Linked DNA regions of Mus musculus: all the other regions are linked to region 4. Evidence: chromatin contacts called from public HiChIP or PLAC-seq and promoter capture Hi-C data. All regions are on one chromosome and are shown on one strand. The core of a region is the stretch at or near the end of the contact, and the rest is flanking DNA. Distances in the headings are between cores, read along the strand shown. Region 1 holds the start of Grwd1 (glutamate-rich WD repeat containing 1). Region 2 holds the start of Lmtk3 (lemur tyrosine kinase 3). Region 3 holds the start of Tmem143 (transmembrane protein 143). Region 4 holds the start of Nomo1 (nodal modulator 1). Region 5 holds the start of Kdelr1 (KDEL (Lys-Asp-Glu-Leu) endoplasmic reticulum protein retention receptor 1).

Region 1 (2,700 bases), core at 26-2,525, 200 kb before region 4:
TTCCCACTAGTATGTTATGTTCATGGGCCCAGAGCTTTCTGTCTACAGGCTAAACCTTCTGGGAATAATGTAACAGATACAGGTCCAACAGAGACAGGTCCAGCTACGGGTTGGCTTTTGCTCTACATGCTCCTTGTATACCGTCTCCCTTTTTTGCTCATCTACCTGATCATAAAGTGCTCTATTTATTGAACTTGAGGTGAGCGCTCTACCACTAAGCTGCCTTTGAACTCATTCTATCCTGCCTCAGTTCCTAAGCAACAGCTCAGTAACACCCTTGCGTTTCACCACAATCAGGAGCTGTTTCAGCCTTTATTATCTGTTTATCAGCTCATAGAGTGAAAATGTCTGAAAATGAGGGGGGAGGGAGAGAAGCTGAGGGGCTGGAGGAGGTACTGAGAGACATTTGGATCTAGGGGGAGGGGTGTGCTGCAGAGAATCCTTAACAAGCCCCTGGAAAGACTGTACCCGAACTCGGTTGATGCCACCGTAGTGAGGAACCATGGCCAGTTCCAGCTGAGGTTTCTGCTCCTCCTCATCCTCTTCATCTTCATCTTCCTCATCGTCATCACTGCCCTCTGAGGGTGACGGCCTGGTGCCATGGAGATTGTGCATCCGAAGCATCATCAGTCTGGGGAAGCAAATACGGGTTAGAAACTGAGTGCCGGGATGTTGAAGGAGGAGGGAGGCTGGGGTCCCAGACTTTTAGGTCTGGCATTAGCAGAGAGCCCTAATGCGTGGGGCCTTGTGGATGTCTTGCAAAGGTCCTGGGTCTCACCTATTGCTCTGGGCGCTCTCCGCCTGGGTTCCCGCACACAGGTAAAGACTGAGAGGGAGCTCTGTCCGGTTGTCGCCCAAGTGATCTCGAACTATGTCAAAGCTGAGACAAGGGGCGCCTAGGGATGGGCGGGGAGATTAGAGTTGCTGAGTAGGAACGAGAGACTGGGAACTCGGCCTCCACCTCCTCCAAAGGCCGGCAGTCTGCAGGGTCACAATCCTCAGACTCCAGACCCTTCGTCCCCCAGACCCCAAGACAGGCCTTTCATTTCCCTGGACCCGAGAGTCAGGTCCCTCTGCCTACCAGTTTGCGCACGATGGTACAGCACGTAGGCCTCTTCATCCATTACCAGCTCCTCTCCCTCGCTCAGTGGCGGCCCTCTGCCGGGCAGGTAGACCTGGGATGGGCCTTCGGTTCCTGGGTCGCAGGTTTCAGCCTCCATGGGTTCTCCGGTTTCACACGTGCGACTCCGGCCCTTGCGCGCCGCCATCTTCGAACCTTCTTGCCCCGGACGCGAAGTGAGAGCGTCACTTCCGGGTTTCACCTCCCACAGTCTAAGACCCGTCCCACTGTACTGTTACCTTGGAAACCTGTGAACCAGCCAGAAGAAGGTAATGCGCAGAGAGATGGCCGCCACAAAGTAACCGCGTCCTGGCTCAGTGAGAAGACTTATATTAGGAGCAATTTTGTCTTTCGTGTGACCTTGGGGAATTCTTCCGCGCAGCAATGGCAAGACCTTCTGGGAGTTGTAGTTCTACAGAAGTCCTCGGCTTCAGAGCCCTCTCCATCTTCCACCTTTCATTCCCAGGGTTGTCTTTCCATTTAGTTAATTATTCATGTATGTAAACGAGCACTTACTGGCAAGGAGACTGGGCTTCTGTTCCCCGAGGACCTTTAAGGCCGATTTCTTCTCCTCTCCTTGTTATGATGGTTTTAAATTATTTCAAAATGCTTTAGGGTAGACAGGCTGGACATTATGTATAAGTTAGTGGATTGGATCTATCCTCCAGGGGCAGACCATTTCCCAACCAGGCATTCCCAGGGCAGCTCTGGTCAGCAGGCACTTAATCAGAAAGTCTCTCTTGAGGCTGCTGCTACAACTGAGTCAGCTCTCTTTATCTACCCATGTACACCCGAGTTTTGGTTAATTGGAGTAATGAAATATTGGAAACAGATCCTCACTGGTGAGATTAAGGAGATTCAAGGCGTGGGTTGGCCACTCTCCATTTGCATAAAATAACCCATCAAATCATTCTTGCCAGTAGCAAGGAGTAGGTCTCTAGATTTGGTCCTAATTTGTGCATCCCTTTTTGTATCTCTACTCTTGGGGGTGTTGTCTCTGCCCTGTCACCTCTCCACCCCTCTCCCCTGGACTCTTGCCGCTTCCTGGGGTTGACTGTGCTTTCCCCAATCTCCTGTTTTCTAGGACTGGGGACTGAACTCAGGGTGTTATGAATATTACAACACCCTGCCTCCGCTACACCACCAGCCCAGTTTCTGTTGTCTGACTGTCCTCCCTAAGGACTCAGTTCTCAGTTTCCATTTTTCTCCAGAGAAGTTGAAGGGACAGACACAGAACTCAGGCTTGGACTGAGGAGGCGTAAAAACATGGTTTTATTCCAAACACTGCAGTGTAGGAGCGGGAGAGGGGAGGAAAGGTCAGGTGTGGGCTCCCAGACCCTCCTCTCAGCCCAGCCTCAGACCCTGCTGAAATCTGGGAAAGGAGACCTGGGGGTGGAGTGTCTGCTGGATTATCACTGAAGGGTCACAAATAAGGGCTGGACTTGAAGATGTGATTGGTGGCATCTGGGGTGGTAGGTGAGTGGGGGGAGACAGGTAAAGGTAGGACTTTCGTGGAGGAGAGGTCATAGGTCAGAGCCAACAAGGATCTAAAAGGGAGGGGTCATTGAGGTCTGACATGA
Region 2 (2,700 bases), core at 129-2,628, 250 kb before region 4:
CCGCGCTTCCGGGTGTGTCTGCAGTTCTGTGTGCCGCCGCGTAGGGTGGGACCCCGAGACTGCAGCCTGGCACGTGATGTGTGTGTGTGTGTGTGTCTTGTCTGATGTGTCGGTGTCCCTGACGGCCAGGTTCCAGCCTTACCTCTGCCTATCCCCTGTTCTGTGCATGGGGCAGGTGACTGCCCCTCTCTGTGCCTCAGTTTCCTTACCTATACATTGGGCATGAAAAAAGAACCTGTCTTGGGGGCTGTTGTAATGATTGGAAGGTAATACTGTAAATCTTGGGAAACGCCTGGCGCAGAGTAAATCCTGCCAAGAATAAATACATGAAATAAACTACGCTTATGCATCTTTTGTGCCCATGTGTGTTGATGTCTGTGGTGTGAGACTGCAGTGGATAAGGAGTCCTCATAATCACGTCTAAAGAGTGTGTCCATTCATGCTGTCTATTTAGGTAGGTGGTGTGCCTTTGTGTGTAATACGTGTGCACAGGGCATGTTTGTACCCGTTCTATATTTGTGTTTTTGCATAAGCTATGTAGCTCTGCATGTATGAACCGTGTGTTCCCGTGTGCATGTATGTGATATGCATTTGTCCCTGAAGGTGAGCAATGTGCAAACCCCGTGCCTGCATACATGCATGTGTTGTTTCTGTATGCTCCATATGTGACTGACAAGCCTGTGTCTGTGTGCATGCAACTGGCTTTACGTGTTTGAGTTAGTGATTTCTGTGTGTTCTTTGTTGCCTGTGTGGAATATCAGTTTATGACAGCATGCCTCCTCATGTCCCAAAGGGTCTGAATGGATCTTTGTGATACCTCCCTATGTTTGGAGCTCTGTGTTGTATGTGTGCGTGTGCGTGTGTGTTCATGTGATGCTGGGTATTCCTGTGTGGCTGGGTGAATCTGTACCAACCAGAGTCTGGACTGCCTATGCATTCTCAGTGTGGTCTGTCCCTGTGTCTTTGTGTGTGACGTGTCCTTGTCTCCGTTTGCTGATGGCTGTCCACCTTTGTATGAGAGGCGCTTGTGAAGGTTCCTGTGACATGTCTCAGCTGTGTGTGGGCTGCGTGGGCTTGCTATCTGCATCTTAGCATGTAGCACACGTGTGGGCACCAGTGTTGTGTCACAGTGGTGTCAGGGCCACGCACTGTGGACCCTGCCCCCCTCCAAGGGTCTGTTGGTCTCTGTCTGTCCCTCCTCCCCCTCCCTATTCTCCCCTCCCGCCTGGCAGCCAATGCAACCGGGAACCAGTTGCCATGACAACGCTCCCTCCTTCCTCCTCCCACCCTTCCTCTGACAGGCTCTCTGCTCCCCCAATCCCGATTGTCCTCGGGGGCGGGGCCCTCGTTCTCTCCCCCCCCCATCTTCCCCTCCCCCCTACCCCAGCAACCCCGGCTCCCCAGCTCCTCTCCTCCGTCCGCCTCTCCATCCCTTCATCCGTCTGTCCTTTCGAGGAGGGGGAGGGGGGTATCAGAACCAGTAAGCAACCCCTCCCTCCCCCTGTCCTGCATCTCCCGCCCCTCTCCTGGGCTGAGGGAGGCCAGGGTTGAGCGGGTCCCCATGGCTGGGGGCTGAGGGCCCGCCCCCCCTCCTCCCCAGCCGCCGATTCCTCCACCTCCCTTCCATCCTGGACAAGATGCCTGCACCCGGCGCACTCATCCTCCTGGCGGCCGTCTCCGCCTCCGGCTGCCTGGCGTCCCCAGCGCACCCGGGTGAGTATGTCCAGCCGTCCGCGGCCCGCGCCCCACCCCCACCGGGTCCGCCCGGCACCTGTGCGCAGTCCCTGGGGACCAACGGGTCTGCAGGGCCAGGGAGACCAGCCAGGGCGGGTGGGGAGTGGGCTGCGGGCCGAGTGCGTGCTTGTGAGCGTGCATGTGAGCTCATGTGCACGCGAGTGCACACGGGTGCGCGGGGAGATGGAAGGCCGCGGCCTTTGGGAAAGAGAGAGACCCTATTTCTAAGGGGAACACAGCTGAGGCTTTGCAGAGACCCCTCCCTCAGGTCTGAGGCTGAGGCTAGAGAACAAGTCTGTGTTCCCTGTGTCTTTAAAAGAAACAGTTCTCAGTCACCCTTCAGGCGTGGGGTGGGCAGTGCGTTCAGCTCGGGGCAAATATCTGCCAACAGCCTGCTATTGGGGGAATGATGGTCATGAAGCTGTCTATGGTAGCATATTGTAAATTCTCAGAGCTCCAGGCCTCACTATTGCTGGTCACTGGAATGTATCCGGGTTACGGGATGCGTTTGGGGTGGGGGGTGGGTCCCAGTTTGAAACGATAGGAGGGACCCCACCCCCAACCACCTGGGAAGACCTTAAACTACAACTCCCACAATACGTTAGACCACCTGGCTCCCCTGCCAAGGAGCCCCTGGATTCGGAGCATCATGGGGGTTGTAGTCCAAGACTAGCCTAGGATGGGAGGGGCATGAGTCCGGTAGCCAGTGTCTTGAAGCCCAGACCCCAGCCTAGCCTTATGCCCACAGATGGATTCGCTCTGAGCCGGGCCCCTTTGGCTCCGCCCTACGCTGTGGTCCTCATTTCCTGTTCGGGTCTGCTGGCCTTCATCTTTCTCCTCCTTACCTGTCTGTGTTGCAAACGGGGTGATGTTCGTTTCAAGGTGAGGTGCCCTAGGACTAACCTGGGAGAAAGACCCCAGGCAGCAAAGAGACTGGAGGTCCCAGAGCACTCCCAAGACCTACGG
Region 3 (2,700 bases), core at 134-2,633, 140 kb before region 4:
CTCACCCCTCCGAAGATCCTTGAGATGCTCTTTGGTCTCCTCAGAAAGCGCACAGTCTCATTGTCTGCCAGGTCGTGGAGGCTTTCAGGGAGGTGCATAGTGGCTGCTCTTCTTTGGGTGTCCCGGGAGGTAGGGGCAGGGGTGTTGGGTGCTGCTTTCTGGGCACCACTTCCTGTGTGCCTCAGACCCACCTCAAGGCTCAGCTACTGCAAGAAAAGAGGAATGGGAATGTCAGAGTAAAAGTGCTGGGAGTGGGGAGTACTGGCCCTTCCTTTGTGGGGATGGATAGGCTGAGGGGCTGTTAGGAGCCCTAGGAACAGAGGGGGTGGGCTGAAGGGGCTGGCTGCTCCCGTTTTCAGTTGTCAGGAATATGGGGTGAGAAACTGCTGGGTGGTCTTAGGTGCTGGAGATGAGACATGATAGGGTATGTGGGAGGTTCTGGAAATGGGAGCACGGCTGGAAGGCTGCTTCGGGGTTCCAGAAGTTGGAAATGTAGGCTGATGGGCTATTGGAGGTTTCAGGTGCTGATAAGGGGCCAGAGGGTTCTGAGGGCCCTAGATTTTGGGAATACAGGATGAGGGTGATAAGGGGTGGCAGGTCTGCTGGGCCCTCAGAGTGGGGTCAATAGGGGGACTGTAGACTGGTCCTTGAGGGAATGCAGCTACCCTAGGTATAGAAGACCACGTAGAGCCCAGCAATATTTGAGGTGTTCCCTAACTTGGGTCATTTTCCGTAACACCAGGCTTGCTTAGGCTTCAGCTCTGTTTCAGGATGACATATTGTCTTAAGACTGAAGCCTCAGAAACCAGCTGCCACTCGGTATGAGAGTCATGGCAACCTCCTTAGACTAGGGGCTTCCCTTCTAAGGACCTGGGGGCGGAAGTGCTGAGACCCCAAGGGGACGCTGGCTGAAGAGAACCACCTCTTCTCCGAGGGCCGAGGACCTGCGTTCCTCTTCTGCCTGCCTGGCTTCCTCTCCTGGTCCCGGGAGCCACCTCTAGCCTCTTTTTGGTTCCTCTTTTTCCCGCCTTTTCTGTCCTCTACAGATGATTGGCTGCAGCCAAGTCCCGCCCCTTTCCTTTCCGCCTATCCGAACTGACTATGGAAAGGGCGTGGTCTCGGCGGACGTTGGGCGGGTCGCCGTTGGCCGGGCGCGCGCGAGGGCCCGACCCAGCTCCAAATAGCGGACCACACGTCTTCAGCGCGTGCGCATTACCTTTAAAAAAAAAAAAAAAAAAAAAAAAAAAAAAGGACTAGCGATGAGGCATGCGCAGTTGAGATAAAGGCTATTAAATGGTTTCAAGCGGCTCAGGCTGTGCGCATGCGCCTTACTGCTTGCTGAAGCCAATCCTCTGGGCCTAGGACCTCTTACTGCACATGCGCAGAAGGCTCAATGACAGTCGCGCGTTGGTTAAGGTGAGGGCAGGGTGGGGGATTGCATGGCCCAGGAAGGACGGCCCAGCACCCGCTATTAACTTTTCCTAGTTTTTCAACACTCCTGAGCTCCACCTCATTGTTTAAGCTTCTCAGAGACCATTTGTACCGCTTCAGGGTCCCTGGGCCTGCAAGATACTCCAAACTACGACCTCTGACCCTATTCCGGAGCCAACCTAAATGTGCAGTGTAGAAGGAACCGGAAAGGGATTAGAGGGAGGGAGACTGGCCAGGAACTGTCCCCGAAGGGAGGGGTGTGTGGAGGTACTACCTCCAACTGACCTTTGACATCCCCCTTCATTTGCTTATGTTTAGGCTCTGGGAAAGGGGGCAGGCCATGTTGCATGTGACCTGGGGGTCCAAGGTCCGACTATGGTCCCTGGTGCCTGCTCTCCTCGGGACTCCCCGAGCTCTGTCGTCCCTGGAGAACAGGATGGGGGTGTACCGCAAGATGTGGAACCCCAAGGAGCCCTGCGACTGGGCCCAGCAGTACCGCGAGCGCTTCATTCCATTCTCCAAGGAGCAGCTGCTCCGCCTCCTGATACAGGTACCGCCCATCAGTGGTCTAAGGACCTAGAGACTACAGTTTCCAGCCGACCTCGCGACTGCACCACTATACCTGCTTTTGAGGTCTGCGCTAGCGCCCTCCTGGGAGTGTAGTTTCTGGTCCCTTTGGCGTTCCTAGTGGGTTCGAGAAAGTTGGAATGCAGGGGCTAGAAAGAACTCCAAGATGAGATGCCTAAAGATCTCTGGACTTGGGCTTCTTCTGGGGCCTTGAACAGGCACACTGGGACATAAGTTTTTCCCTTGAAATAGATGTAACTATCATCCTCATAATTCCTTTCTAGTACATAATAAATTTGTATCTGCAAAGCCATAATGATAATTATTATCACACCTTGAGCTCTTTATTCCGTGGCACCGTGCTAAGTGTTTGTAATGTATAGAGCCATCAGAACAACCCTGTGAGAGGCCACCATTATCCCATTTTACAGGTTTAAAGGCAGTGACCCATCCAAAGCTACAGTGAGTGGCCCATGCTTGCTTGACTCTAGAGTGCGCCCCTTACTTCACCCCTGATCTATTCCATAGCTTGAGCTCTCAGCCCTCCATCACTGTCAGATGATCATTAGTATAATAGTGATTTACTGAACACCTGCTGTGTCTACCAAGTCCCGTGCTAGATTTTATGCCCACATGCATACGTACAAGCACAAACAATCTCATCAAAAACTCCCCCTAGTGGCTGGAGAGATGGCTCAGTGG
Region 4 (2,751 bases), core at 62-2,561:
GGCAGAGGCAGGGGGATGTAAGTGAGTTTGAGGCCTACCAGGGCTACCTAGTGAGATGAAGTCTCAAAGCCAAGTACAGCATCATTTGTAATGGAAAACCATGTCAACAGAAATACATCATTGGTAATAAAGAAGCCAGATGCACAGATTTCTTTATGTGCACATGTGTGGGTGTGTCAACACAAAACCAGAGCTCTCATCTTAAGGGGAATAATAGATAGTTTATTCTGGAGCCATTTTGAGCCATGGCCCAGGAACACAGATTCCAGATTACCTCAAATTCTATCGTCCATCATGGAAGCAGTGTGAGGTGTCAAACCTGGGACACACCGCTGAGGTGCCTATTTAACATATTAAAGCGGACCTGGCCCCCAGGTTCTATCAGCAACACTCAGCTCCTAACTCTTACAGGGCCACCATGGCTGACATCCCCCATCCCCTGCCCTGAACTCTCCAGGGCTACACCTCTGTGCCTCCTGGCTGCTGCACTTGGTTCCCCTCTCTCCACTCTCCCTTCCCCTCCCTGTCTCTTCTCATGGCTCAGGGTCACGTTCACTCTGGACTCTCCCAGATGTTCCCGCCTCTGGCTGTGCTCTCCCAGATGTCTATAATAAACCTTCTGCCCCAGCACATCCATCAGAGGACGCCTGGAGTATCACTGTCAGGTAGGAAGGTGACCCACATCCTCGGAGACTGAGCTTCTTACTGTTCTCCCCTTAGACTAGACAGTGAGCCCCGGGGGTCCTCCAGTCTCCACCTCCCCAGTGCTGAGGTTGCTGGTGTTAGCATGGTTCTGGGGGTCAAACTCAGATCCTTATCATTGTGAGACACTTTACTGACTGCCGTCAACCCAAGACACCCCCCAACCCCCCACCCTTACTCTCTGGTTACCCTAGTACTCTCTATGTAACCCAAGCAGGGCTAAAGTTGCCCAGGTTGGTTTTGAATGTGCCCTGTGGTTCAGGCAAGCCTTAGACTTGTTTGGCTAAAACAAAATTTTAATATACAGTCAAGCACTGGTAAGAGATGGCGTCGTGGGAAAAAGAACTAAATAACACATTTCTAAAGGGCTTTTTGAAATTACATCTGGCGTGAAATATGTGAGTCAAAAAGACTTGGGCTTTGTTGAATACATTAATCAACAAAAAAGCTCTTAGCCGTGACGATGACTCTGAAGTGGAAGCCTGTCTGGGCTGTTCCTTCCAGAGGCTGCGCAGAGTCCTCCAGGACGCCAGAGGCGCAAGCGGCCATCATTCCGGGCGGATCGCGTGTCGCGTCGGTCTTTCTTGGGGGCGTGGGCGCAGGGCCGCGGCGCGCCTGCGCAGAGCAGCTCCGGGGCGGGTCCTGGGCTTGTCAGCCCAGCGAGGAGAAGGAAGGAGCCGGCTGCGTGCGGTGTGAGGGGCGGGACCGGGCGGGTTGCGGAGGGTAGGCACGCGGAGGCCGGGCCATGCGTGCGGGCCGGTGTGCCGCGGCGCTGCTGCTGCTGCTACTGAGCGGCGCGGGGCGCGCGATCGGCTCCGAGGACATCGTGGTAGGCTGCGGGGGTTTCGTGAAGTCGGACGTGGAGATCAACTACTCGCTCATCGAGGTGAGCCCCGGCCGCGCGTAGCCGGGTGGGCTGGATGACCCTTGGCCAGGCTCTCGGCTGCTCTGCACTCTTCCTCAGCCGCGCCGAGGAGCGGGAAGGCCGAGAGGGTCTGCCCGACCCCGGCTCCCCCATACCAGGACCTCCGAAACTCTAATCTGCCCAACCCATATTGCAGAACTTGGAAACCACACGTGTCACTCTCCGTACTAAAGACCCCAAGGCTCGGACTTACCGCTCCTCCATCCTCCCTGGGATGAATTTAAAGATGATCGATTCCCATTGCTAAGTCCTGACATGGAACAGTGTAACAACCTCTGGGGCTGCGAAGCTGCCCTACCTTCCCCACCTCTCCTTTTTAAAGTTGCCAGCCACCTTGCATAGTTGCTGGAATTACACTAGAGATTTGTGGAGTTATTTTTGACTGAGTCGAAAGTTAATGTGAAGTGGTTATCAACCCGGTGGGATTCTGACCCAGAAAGCCTGTGAGAAGAGGGGGTGGGGTAGAAGTAGACACAGGGGATTGGAGAGAGAGCTAGGCTAGGTTTTCCCAGGAGGGCTGGTAGTGCTGCCAGAGAAAGGAGGGAGATGGGAAGAGGTAAAGACTGGTGCCCAAGGAGGAGAAATGTGGAGGTGCCAAAGAGAAGGGCACCCGAGAGCCCTTTGAGCTGACCCAGTGGGGCCGGGGGGAAAAGGTGAGAAGCCGTTCCCACCCTGAATTCCTGTGGGCGTAGCCTTTCTTCAAACTACCTTTCTTCTAGGTGGGGTTAGAGGTGGTGTAAGATTTCCCGACGCGGAGAATCAACTGTCATCTTCCAGGCTTTCTCTGTAGAGTCCCTCTACCTCGTTGGTTGATTTATAATTGATTTTCCAATTTTTTGAGACACAGTATGGCCTTAGATTTACAATATACCCAAGGCTGGCTTTGAACTCTGGACACTCTTGCCTCTGTTTCCCACAGTGCTGGATTACAGGAGTATGTCCTGGTTCCATGTCACCAGGGGCCGTGCCACCTACTGGCTTTGTAGCATTGGGCATCTCAGAAGCTGCCCTGGAAGGCTTTTCAGCTTGAGCTTTCTGCAGCTTTGAGAGGAAGGAGAGGACAGTCAGGGGTGTCAGAGGACAGTCACCTCACCCCTAAGCACTAACAGGGATTACGAGAGCAG
Region 5 (2,756 bases), core at 167-2,666, 160 kb before region 4:
TCCCTCTAGACGGATGGGGCTGGATCCCAGTTCTCCTACCTCAGACTGTAGCCCTCCCCTTAAACCTATGGGGCTAGGCTCCCAGTCCCCTCCTCCCTCAGACCTAGATGTCCATACTCGACCCTCTTCTTTCAGGCCTAGGTGGCCAGACTCTGGCACCATTTTCTGTGACCTAGGGGTTAGATCCCAGCCATCCTCCCTCCAAACCAGGGGTCCAGAATCCCTGGATTCCAAGTTGTGGATCTTCTATTTCAGATTTGGGGTCCAATGCCTGGCCCTGTTCTCTCAGAAGCAGGAATTTAGATAACAGCCCTCCTTTCGAAGACCACAGATTCTCCCTTAGTCCTTCTCGATCATACCTGGGGGCCAGGTCTTGAGCAAGTTCCTCACTGAGGGACCACTTGATGAGTGAGGGACTAGTCTCTCACAGCTCTGAGTACACAATTCCCTGGAGGAAAACTGCTTCCTTTGTCACAGACACAGTAATCCTAAACTATAACCCTACTTTTGAGGTTCTGAGGTCCCATAAAGTCACCTGTCCATCTTGCCTCTGGTAGGACAGTCCTTAGTATCTAACATTGGGAGGAGTGTGCTTCAGGATTCCCGGGTCCCTGAGAATGGAAGTTGGAGGTGGAGAAAGAGAGGTGGAGGAGGGGAAGAGAGAGGGAGAATATGAATGTGTAGAGGCGCTGGGACCTAGGCCTGTAGCAGTCGATTGGAGCCCTGCTTCTCGTGCCCTAAGACCTGGGAAGACTCGGGTCATGACAGTTTCTGAAAGAGCCAGGACCTGGCATTTTGGGTCTTAGAAGGAGGATGGAGTTATGGGTGTAGATTCCCAGGTCAGAATGTTGAGCAATAAAGTAATTGTTGGGGATAGGATTGTAGAGGCGGTAGGCTCAGTCAGGATCCCCGAGTGTGTGGCAGTGGGGCCTGGGTTTTCTAACTGAATTGGGACTAGAGATCACAGACAAAGCTAGAAGTCTACCCTCTTAATCTCCAGGATTCTTGTTGTTGTTACTATTAGTATTAATAATTTGTGCAGGAATAGACTGTCACTGTGGAGCCCTAGGCCTGGAACTGGGGGGTCCCTCTGCTTCATCCTCCCAGTACTAAGATTACAGGCTACACCATCACCCAACACAGCACTAGGATCTTTAGATTCAGAACTCAAACTTCAGGATTCCTGTTTAAGGGCAGAGGTTAGACGAACTCTCTACAGTTCCTTACTAAAGAGAAGGCACCTGGGAATGTGGGACCCTAAAGACCCTTCCATCAGTTAGTAGGCTTATTCGATACGACTCTGCAAAGCAGGTTGCAGGCGCCAGAGGGCGCCAGACAGTCAACCCGCCCTTGGGGTGGCGCTACAGCTCAGACTCCTCCCTTCCCACCTCGGCCCTCCTCCCTTTTCTCCCAGCCAGCTTTACCACCAGCTCCGGCCTCGGCTCACCTTCCAGAGCCCCTTCCCCGGAGCTGAGCTACCGAAGGGCTTCTCTCCCGCCCTCAACCCAGCAGCACCGCAGCTCCGGGGCAGCCCGGCCGGCCAGCCTCCCCCCCCACCCAGCTCAGCCCTGCCCGAGTCCCCCAGTCATGAACCTCTTCCGATTCCTGGGAGACCTCTCCCACCTCCTAGCTATCATCTTGTTACTGCTCAAAATCTGGAAGTCCCGATCGTGTGCGGGTGAGAGGCCCCCCCGCGGAGAGGGGGCGGGAGCGGGCCGCTCTGGGGCACCGGGAAGGCTGGAGCTCGGCAGGTCAGAGTCCTCCCGGACTGCCTGCTGGGGATCACTTTTCTAGTTCTAGGGTCACCAGGGGGTCAGCTCCTTTCCCTAGACTAAGGGGTACACATAGTTTGGTGGGGGTGGCTTCGGGCGTTCAGTTCAACCTTCTGCAGCACCCTTTGGGACAGCTCTGGGTGTTCCGGGGCTGGGAACCAGGAGCCATGGCAGGCGGGGAGGTGGCTGGGAGTTGGTGACGTGGACTGTGGAAGGCCAGGAAGGGAGCGGGAGGAAGGTGACCGACTGGGAGGCTGAAGTCAGGCAGGGCTCTCCCTAGGTCCCAGTGTAGGTCTAGACTGTCAGGAGGACCTGAGGGAGACAGAAGGACCGGCGAGGCCTAGCCTGGGATAGAGCCTCGGTCTCTAGTATTTTTGGAGCCGGCTGCCCCCTGCCTGTGGATGGTGGAAAAAGGGCCGAGCTCAGGCTTAAAGGCCTTGGGGAATCGCTGTGGTCTAGAGCTCCAGCCGGCTGGCCCAGGCGCTGCATGTTAGTTTATTATTGCCCCAAGTAGCCCACCTCCAGCTCCCTCCACCCTGCCCTTCGTTCTCTGTCTCAACCAGGCATTTCAGGGAAGAGCCAAGTCCTGTTTGCTGTGGTGTTCACTGCCCGATATCTGGACCTGTTCACCAACTACATTTCACTCTACAACACCTGCATGAAGGTAGAGTTGCAGTCAGCCCCCTGTGGCAGGGTTCCAGGCCAGGGATCAGGGAGGAGTCACCAAAGAGGCTTGGGCCTAGACATATGGTCTGAGGGAGGTGGCTGGGGAACATGATTTCTCTCTCCCTCACCGTGACCTGAGGCCCTACCTGTGAGCTGAGATGCCCTGTTACCCTCTTATCAGGTGGTCTACATAGCTTGTTCCTTTACCACGGTGTGGATGATCTACAGCAAGTTCAAAGCTACTTATGATGGCAACCACGACACTTTCCGGGTGGAGTTCCTCGTCGTTCCTACTGCTATTTTGGCTTTCCTGGTCAA

What was found. Promoter capture Hi-C pulls out the DNA fragments that hold promoters and counts their contacts. HiChIP or PLAC-seq counts read pairs in DNA pulled down with a chosen protein or histone mark. Capture Hi-C pulls out chosen DNA fragments and counts their contacts.
Region 1: an HNF4G HiChIP or PLAC-seq map of pancreatic cancer cells shows a contact between it and region 4. The contact joins the promoter of Grwd1 here to the promoter of Nomo1 in region 4. A contact is called at or near these places in 4 of 39 promoter capture datasets (the HPC-7 cell line, cranial neural crest and embryonic stem cells), 5 of 484 Hi-C or Micro-C datasets (CD4 T cells, Sertoli cells, colorectal tumor organoids and 2 more), 6 of 115 datasets of contacts at active chromatin or transcription factors (the 230-238 cell line, astrocytes, craniofacial prominence and 3 more) and 4 of 9 other capture datasets (adipose tissue, liver, macrophages and 1 more).
Region 2: a contact with region 4 is called in a promoter capture Hi-C map of neural stem cells. The contact joins the promoter of Lmtk3 here to the promoter of Nomo1 in region 4. A contact is called at or near these places in 3 of 39 promoter capture datasets (the C10 cell line, neural stem cells and pre-B cells), 1 of 484 Hi-C or Micro-C datasets (B cells), 5 of 115 datasets of contacts at active chromatin or transcription factors (the 230-238 cell line, embryonic basal ganglia, embryonic limb bud and 1 more) and 4 of 9 other capture datasets (adipose tissue, liver, macrophages and 1 more).
Region 3: a promoter capture Hi-C map of pancreatic islet shows a contact between it and region 4. The contact joins the promoter of Tmem143 here to the promoter of Nomo1 in region 4. A contact is called at or near these places in 4 of 39 promoter capture datasets (cranial neural crest, frontonasal cranial neural crest, maxillary cranial neural crest and 1 more), 4 of 484 Hi-C or Micro-C datasets (embryonic stem cells, multipotent progenitors, nephron progenitors and 1 more), 10 of 115 datasets of contacts at active chromatin or transcription factors (the 230-238 cell line, bone marrow-derived macrophages, embryonic stem cells and 4 more) and 3 of 9 other capture datasets (adipose tissue, liver and pancreatic islet).
Region 5: an H3K4me3 HiChIP or PLAC-seq map of embryonic stem cells shows a contact between it and region 4, with 32 read pairs. The contact joins the promoter of Kdelr1 here to the promoter of Nomo1 in region 4. A contact is called at or near these places in 4 of 39 promoter capture datasets (erythroid cells, neural stem cells, neutrophils and 1 more), 12 of 484 Hi-C or Micro-C datasets (CD4 T cells, ECoMG myeloid progenitors, Th1 cells and 9 more), 15 of 115 datasets of contacts at active chromatin or transcription factors (the 230-238 cell line, the SCID.adh cell line, bone marrow-derived macrophages and 8 more) and 5 of 9 other capture datasets (adipose tissue, embryonic stem cells, liver and 2 more).

What each region holds. Positions count from the first base shown.
Region 1 is chr7:45,829,514-45,832,213 of GRCm38.p6, forward strand. Grwd1 (glutamate-rich WD repeat containing 1) reads right to left here and starts at 1,276. Exons shown (of 7, transcript NM_153419.2): 1 at 1,082-1,276; 2 at 779-896; 3 at 469-631. The coding sequence starts at 1,268. It also overlaps a transcript of Grin2d not described here.
Region 2 is chr7:45,783,969-45,786,668 of GRCm38.p6, forward strand. It overlaps Lmtk3 (lemur tyrosine kinase 3), which reads left to right and starts at 1,379. Exons shown (of 15, transcript NM_001290990.2): 1 at 1,379-1,713; 2 at 2,483-2,616. The coding sequence starts at 1,638. It overlaps Gm5897 (predicted gene 5897), which reads right to left and starts at 499. Exons shown (of 2, transcript NR_153811.1): 1 at 1-499.
Region 3 is chr7:45,895,686-45,898,385 of GRCm38.p6, forward strand. Tmem143 (transmembrane protein 143) reads left to right here and starts at 1,384. Exons shown (of 8, transcript NM_144801.2): 1 at 1,384-1,416; 2 at 1,750-1,981. The coding sequence starts at 1,394. It overlaps Syngr4 (synaptogyrin 4), which reads right to left and starts at 1,026. Exons shown (of 5, transcript NM_021482.2): 1 at 923-1,026; 2 at 6-206. The coding sequence starts at 98.
Region 4 is chr7:46,032,385-46,035,135 of GRCm38.p6, forward strand. Nomo1 (nodal modulator 1) reads left to right here and starts at 1,312. Exons shown (of 31, transcript NM_153057.4): 1 at 1,312-1,588. The coding sequence starts at 1,448.
Region 5 is chr7:45,871,424-45,874,179 of GRCm38.p6, forward strand. Kdelr1 (KDEL (Lys-Asp-Glu-Leu) endoplasmic reticulum protein retention receptor 1) reads left to right here and starts at 1,417. Exons shown (of 5, transcript NM_133950.2): 1 at 1,417-1,678; 2 at 2,336-2,436; 3 at 2,620-2,756. The coding sequence starts at 1,588.